Regions from separate parts of the Gossypium arboreum genome. Here region 1 is linked to region 2. A link is a contact called in public Hi-C data. All regions are on one chromosome and are shown on one strand. Each heading gives the region's core, a stretch centred on a gene start, on an enhancer-like site or on the middle of the called end of the contact. The rest is flanking DNA. Distances are from core to core; before and after follow the strand shown. Region 1 holds the start of LOC108476854 (AP2-like ethylene-responsive transcription factor ANT). Region 2 holds the start of LOC108476732 (pentatricopeptide repeat-containing protein At3g49740).

What was found. Hi-C and Micro-C count contacts between places; a contact is called where the count stands out from the background.
Region 1: a contact with region 2 is called in a Hi-C map of leaf, with 2.7 times the contacts expected there. The contact joins the promoter of LOC108476854 here to the promoter of LOC108476732 in region 2. A contact is called at or near these places in 3 of 5 Hi-C or Micro-C datasets (all in leaf).

Annotation. Positions count from the first base shown.
Region 1 is chr12:45,645,906-45,649,752 of ASM2569848v2, reverse strand. It overlaps LOC108476854 (AP2-like ethylene-responsive transcription factor ANT), which reads left to right and starts at 1,560. Exons shown (of 9, transcript XM_017779216.2): 1 at 1,560-2,630; 2 at 2,734-3,394; 3 at 3,583-3,665; 4 at 3,796-3,804. The coding sequence starts at 2,315.
Region 2 is chr12:45,333,666-45,337,402 of ASM2569848v2, reverse strand. It overlaps LOC108476732 (pentatricopeptide repeat-containing protein At3g49740), which reads left to right and starts at 1,299. Exons shown (of 3, transcript XM_017779021.2): 1 at 1,299-3,737. The coding sequence starts at 1,613.

The DNA.
Region 1 (3,847 bases), core at 311-2,810, 310 kb before region 2:
CAAAGTGAAGACAATCGCAACCAATTCTAGATCGTGAGTCGGGTAATTTTACAAGTATCCTTAGAAAGACGAGAAAATTAGACAAAAAATGATGACAAAAAATAGACACAATTATCCTTTTAAGTTAAAAAGAAACCTTCAACTACTTCAAAACTTACTAAATTATCACGCACTCACCGGCGCAAAAAGTTGCATGAATCATAACTTTACACGTATACCTAAACAATAATGACAGCGATGGTTTCATTAAAAACCCAATAAATGTGTCGTAATATGCCACACGCTTTAGTAGCCTTATCATTAAACACATAAATATATATACATGAATTTTTTAACCCGCCATAAATGAAATAAAATTAAAAAAAAATTCAATGATTCAAAATTCAAAATTTTAAATTTAAAAAAGTAACCACTTATAAAAACAAAAACAAAAACATGTATAAAATTAAATACATAGTACTTTGACGTGAACTTCAATCACCTATCTAAACCTTTGCCATCTACAACTACACCATGAACTTCCCCAACAAGCTTGCACAGGTTAGTGTATAACCTTCTCTCGCCTTGGGGGAATTGTTGTACCTTAAATAAATAACCTCATGGACCTTATAACGTACCCAAACGAGACCTAACACATGTTTCCTAATCAAAAGAACATTCCAGTGAACTATGCATAGTTGACGTATGAACCAACAAACCTTGAAATAACTTGCGAACCTTGAGACTAAGTGTCTCCCCTAAGACCATGTGAGGCCCATGTGAAGTTCAAGGTTATTGATTGTCAGTTGTCATAAGACGTTTTATCCTAAGACGTAGCATTGTCGTCATTACTAGAAGTATCAAATTAAACTTTCGTGTCAGTAGCCTCAAGACACGTAACTAAGCTTGTCTTCTCCCACTATAGAAGGACCACGCAAACAACTTATACACTCTCACGTACATACTACTTATCCTTCAACTTCAAACTTTCTTACCAGAAATCCTTCTTCCTCATCTCTACCCAAGTGCTTCTCCTTACAAACCTCCACCTACTTCCACATGTTAATCAAACGACTAATAGAGAATTATTTTGTATACATGTTTTGATATATGAGTTAAGCAATAAGTTAATTCAATTAGTAATATTAACCACTCTTATTATTTATTTTTAGGAAAGAGAAAAAATTTTCACTTATTATAAAGAGATCTTATTTTTACAAGACTTTGTACTTTTTTTCTAATTATAGACTTAAATTTGAATTGATTAATTTTTATTTTAAGTCTAACTATAATATATATATTAAACAAACTTTTCCTCAATATTATTACACTAATAACAAATGACGCACTAGTGTTAAATTTTGGCACACCAGGAAAAATGTTAGTAGTGTTTTTTTCCACAAGTGGAAAGCTTTGTAAGTTTTGATTTAGTGAGATCTTTTACAGAAAAAGCAAAAATGATTATTACTAAATTATTTTAATACAAGCATCTGATTAAAAGCGGAAAATATACTACAGATATAGATACGTATTTAGTTAGCTTTTGTTTTGGATACTTGAAAAACAGCATTACTGTTAAGGGCTTACGTCCCAATCCTGGCAAGTGTTTAAAAAGACAAGAACGAAAAGTGGAGTTTGTTTATAACTGATGGATAATTTGGGGGAGTATCCAACAGGGTCATAAGTAGAACTACAGCCACTAGCATCTTGTCTTTGGGTGGCACCATGTTTCATTCAGGAATATAGTTCTTATTTAATTTTCTTTTTTTTTTTTTTAAGTTTTAATGTGGTTTGGGGTCTTTAAAAGGAAAAGAGAGGAATGAATAAAAAAGGGGGAAATGCAACAAAGAGCGTAGGGTAAAGCAAAAGAAAGAAGAGGTCTTTCTCATATACAGATCCCTATGGAATGCAGGAACGATGCACAGCATTAGCTTGCTGGAACTCGTTTCTTTCTTTTTTGTTTAGTTTAAAAGAAAGCATCTTGCTTTGTCTCTCTTTAGAAATGTTTCCAGTGAGAGAGAGAGAGAGAGAGAGAGAGAGAGAGAGAGAGAGAGGGTCTCATGTATATAGAATAGATTCAGCCACAGGAGTTCTGGATTTGTTTTAGTTGAGTTGTTAGATTTGGTCAAATTACTTCTGCAGCTACAAAACAAAAATCCTTAGTTTTTTTTTTTCATTTCCTTTAAAAAAAATAGAGTGAAGCAAGGAAATGGTCGTTTTTTTTTTATGATTAAGTTATTTGTTTCCCAATGATTGAGTTGTCCCTGCAGTGAGAGGAAGTTCCCAACTTGCTTAGAATCATTACTGGGTTCCAAAGCAGCCGCATAGTAAGAAAATGAAGGCCATAAGCAATGATGATAACAATAACAATGCAAACTGGTTAGGTTTTTCTCTCTCTCCAAACATGAAAATGGAGGTTAGCAATCAAGAAGCTCACAACTATACGCAGTCTGCTTCAGCTTCAGCTGCCGGTGTTACTACAGCAGTTCCATCAAGCTTTTTCCAATCTCCTTCTCATCTTAATTATGGACTTTATTATGGAGTTGAAGGAGAAAATGGTGGCTTCTATTCTCACTTTCCTGTCATGCCACTTAAGTCAGATGGGTCTCTTTGTCTAATGGAAGCTCTTGGCAGGTCACAACAACCACAAGGTATTTTGGTTCAATATTCTTTTTTCTTTTGTGCTTTTGGGGAATATACTAGTATTTTTCTTAAACTTCTAGTTTTTTTTTTTCTTTGGCTTTTGGTGTGAAGCAATGGTTCCTACTTCAACTCCAAAACTGGAGGATTTCTTTGGGGGTGCAACCATGGGGACCCATCACTATGAAAGCAGTGACAGAGAAACTATGGCTCTAAGTTTAGACAGTATGTATTACAATCAAAATCCAAATCAAGAACACAACAACCAGAATTGCTTAGACCACCTGCAACAATCCTCAAGGCAGACGCACCACCAACAGCAACTTCAGGTTCAACAGTACCAATACTACTCTGGATATAGGAACCAAGAAATTATACTAGGAGAGGAAGCTAAAGAAACCCATGTTACAGATTGCAATCTTCAGGCCCCAACGATGGCAGATGATGGTAAGCAGTGGGTTTCAAGAAACTACTCCACTGAACACGCAATGCATCAGAAGATGATTGGTTGCATGGGTGATAATGGAGCAGAATCCGGCTCTATTGGTGCAATAGCATATGGAGATTTGCAGTCTTTGAGTTTGTCAATGAGCCCTGGTTCACAATCAAGCTGTGTGACTGGTTCACAGCAAATCTCACCTTCCGGAACTGACTATGCTGCAGCCCTGGAAACCAAGAAAAGAGGGCCTGAGAAGGTAGATCAGAAGCAAATTGCCCATAGGAAATCCATTGATACCTTTGGTCAAAGAACCTCTCAATATAGAGGTGTCACAAGGTAAGTGTTTTTCTTTTATCTTTTAATCCTGTCTGTCGTATATGCTTTCCCCCAAAACTAATTTGTTTTTAATCAATTTTTACATTTTAACTAAAAAAGCTGTTCTTTTTTTAGAAATGGAAGTTTTTAACTGAAAAAAAAAAAAGCTTATTTTTATCTGTTCTTGGTTTTGTTGTGTTACCACTCAGACATAGATGGACGGGTAGATATGAAGCCCATCTATGGGACAACAGTTGCAAGAAGGAAGGACAGAGCAGGAAAGGAAGACAAGGTTAGCTTCCTGCAATAAGTATACTCACTATTTTTAGTTTTTTCTTTTTTATTTCTTGAGCTGACTTTTTTTTAATTATTTTTATGATCGGGATTTTTTATTCTAATGGAATGATGATGATTCTCCACAGTTTATTTAGGTAAGCTCTTGTGACACTATTAATACTTATGAAAGTATATTAT
Region 2 (3,737 bases), core at 50-2,549:
GATGATGTTTGATACCTTCAGCCTATTACCACACTAGTACTCAACCCCTCCCGAGCAAAACTTTGGGACATACGATTTCTCGAGTATTTTTGGCACACAACGTCTAACAAACTGATTCTTTTCTTTATACCATTAACCGAGACATTTCTATTAAATCTCATTGTTATTTGTTGGCAACATTCAAATTACATCTAACATTTGTTGTTGAAATTACTCCATCGAAATAAAGGCATGCGAAAAATTTATTATCCATCACTAAATCTGTAAAAATAATTAAATTTCTCAATATGCAATTTCAAAAAAAATTTGCCAAAAAAATAAAATTAATATCTACTAACCTTACCTGATAAGTCATTCTTATTTAACCAGGGTTTGTCATAATCGTTAAAAAACACTGGTTAAATAAGAATGGATGCCGCCTATGACAAACCCTCCACAGAGTGCCGCTTATGACAAAACCTCTACTAGTGCCACTTGTCAGGAAGCCTTCACTTAGGTGTCGCCTGTCAGACGCCCCTCACTCCTTGGTATACTGGTGTCGCCTATCCACTACACTCCATCCTTAATTTTTATTTAACAGTCAAATGATTGACTGTTGCAATCAAGGGTGATGCCACCTCTCCACTACCCTTACCATACTATTTTCGTAAATAGTGATGGAATACCATTTTGATTTATTATTATTATTTTTTATATTATAAAAATAAAAAAAACCTTAATTTTACAAATAATTTATAATAATTACTTTAAAATAATTGTTTTTAAATTTTCAAACGTCCACAAATTTTTTGACAATGATGGGAAATGTTTAAAATTAATAAACACTTTTTCACATGCGCTATTCAAAAGCACTAATCTAATGCTTTTCAAAGGCTCTCTTAAACAACAACTGCAATTGGGTACAAAGTTTCAAAGCCTTGTTATTCATTATGTTTCAAATTCATTTTTTGAAGAAAAATCACATTTGATTATAGAGTTTTAAGTTTTAAATATAAAATTATCAAAATACTTTCATTTATTTCATTTCAGTAAAAAAATTAATATAATATTTATTTTACAACTAAATTATATTTTAAATTTTAACTTAGTATTTAGCAATCAGCATGTAATTTAATAAAAAATCTTAATTTTCTCTAATATGATTTACATGTTTAAATTAAATTTTACAAATAATTCACATTAGTTATTTAAAGATATTTAAATTTTATATTTCATATGTTAATATATTAAATTATTTAAATAACATTTAAGTTATTTTAAGTTATTTTTTTTTTACTTTCCATTTTTTTGACGAGAATGGAGAACACTTTAAAAAAAACACATTTTTCAACTGCAATAACTAGCCCTTCCCCTTAGTTTAAAAGATAATCTCCACAAGAGCACTACCCGTCTTTGAAAACCTATGGGAATCCCTCCCATGGATCGCAGAGACAAACTTGACTGCGTTATGTCAATCTCCACGTATCCTCAGGTTTTTAATCACTGCTATAGGCATAGGCTCAGGCTCCTCCTCTTTTGTCGACTGCAGCCCAAATCCAACCGCTTAGCTTCTCGCTCTAATGCCTTTTAACTTTATCGCTGAATTTCTTCCATCATCTCCACCCCCTACCCCATGCATTCTTTTCTTCACCTCTTTCCTACTACCACCCGCTCTCTTCCTTGCACCACAATCTCCCATGCCCTTTCTACCCAACAACTCAAACCTGTCTTAACTACCATAACTGAAGCTTCTCTTAACCAACAACACTTGATCCAACTCAACTCTCGCCTAGCAAGTCTAACTCGCTCCCCTCGCTACCAGGATGCCCTCTGTCTATTCGACGAAATTCACTGTCTACACCACAATGTTAAGCCCGACCAGTACACTCTCTCCGCCGCCCTCAAAGCCTGTGCCAATCTTCCTAGCCTCGAATTCGGAACTAAACTTCACGCTTACGCCATCAAATCCGGCTTCAAACCCTACTCTCATGTCTCCAACACTCTCCTTTTCCTCTATTCCAAGACCCATCATTTAGCTTCCGTTGAAAGGGTTTTTAATGAAATTGATCACCCGGATGTTTATTCTTGGACTACCATGTTGTCTTCGTGTTCGAAATTGGGAGGAATTTCTTATGCTTGCGAGGTGTTTGATAAGATGCCTAAGAAAGAAGTGGCAATATGGAATGTGATGGTTACCGGGTGTATGGAAAATGGGTATCAAGGCCATGGGTTTGACTTGTTTAAGCAAATGCATTTTTTGGGTTTGAAGCATGATAATTATAGCTTTGCAAGTGTATTGAGCACCTGTTATATTGAAAATTTGGGTTTTGGGAGGCAAGTTCAAGCTTTGGTAGTTAAAACTGGGTTTTTGTTTCGAGCTTCTGTGGTTAATGCTGCAATTACTATGTATTTTAATTGTGAAGATGTTGAAAATGCGTGCCGGGTTTTCGAAGAAGTAGAGTGCTCTGTGTACGATGGGATTACTTTTAATGTGATGATAGATGGTTTACTGAATGTAGGAAGAGTTGAACAGGCGTTGTTAATGTTTAGGGAGATGTTAGAGGCTTGTTTGGGTCCCTCTGAACTGACTTTTGTCAGTTTAATGAGTTGGTGTTCATGTCGAAGTGTTGGGGTTCAAGTATATGCACAAGCTGTGAAGTTGGGTTTTGAACAGTCTACCTCTGTGAGCAATGCGGCAATAACTATGTATTCTACTTGTGGGGACTTAAATGCTGCTCGATTAGTTTTTGAGAGATTGGAGCAGAAGGATATTGTGTCATGGAATACTCTGGTATCAACTTATGCCCAAAGAAGCTCTAGTAGCTCAGCGTTTGTTATCTACATGGAAATGCGAAGGTCAGGGATTGAACCGGATGAGTTTACTTTCGGAAGTTTATTGTCATGCTCAGAATTCATTGAAATGGGTAAGATGATTCATGCCCTTGTGTTTAAAAATGGACTCATTTCAAGAGTCCAGGTTTCCAACGCATTGGTTTCTTCATACTCTAAGCATGGGGAGATGAATCAAGCCTATCAATTATTTCAAATGTCTCCCAAGAACTTGATCTCCTGGAATACTATTATATCGGGGTTCTTTCTAAATGGGTTCCCAGCTCAGGGCTTAGAGCAATTAACCAAACTGTTGATATCAAACCTCAGGCCAAATTCATATACATTTTCCATTGCTATTAGTATTTGTGCCAGCATCTCATCCTTGAATAATGGGAAGCAACTTCATGCTTTCATCCTCAGGCATGATTTTTCTTCAGAAACTTCTCTAGGCAATGCTCTAATCACAATGTATGCGAAATGTGGAACTCTAAATTGGTCTTTGAGAGTTTTTAACGAGATGATTGCAAAGGACACAATCTCTTGGAATGCCCTCATTTCTGCTTTTGCGCAGCATGGAGAAGGTAAAGAAGCTGTAAATTGTTTCAAGACAATGAAAGGTGTAGGTAGGGTTAAACCTGATCAAGCAACATTTACTGCTCTTCTTTCTGCTTGCAGCCATGCTGGTTTAGTTGATGATGCCACTTGGATATTAAATTCCATGGTGAATGAGTATGGCTTTGATCCTGGAGAAGATCATCTTTCATGTATGGTTGACCTTCTTGGTCGGGCTGGGTATCTTGATGAAGCTGCAAGAGTAATAGACAGCAAGCATATTGAACCCTGTTCTAATATCTGGTGGACCTTGTTCAGTGCTTGCGCAGCTCATAGTAATCTAAGGCTCGCGAGAATTATTGCTAAGTTCCTCC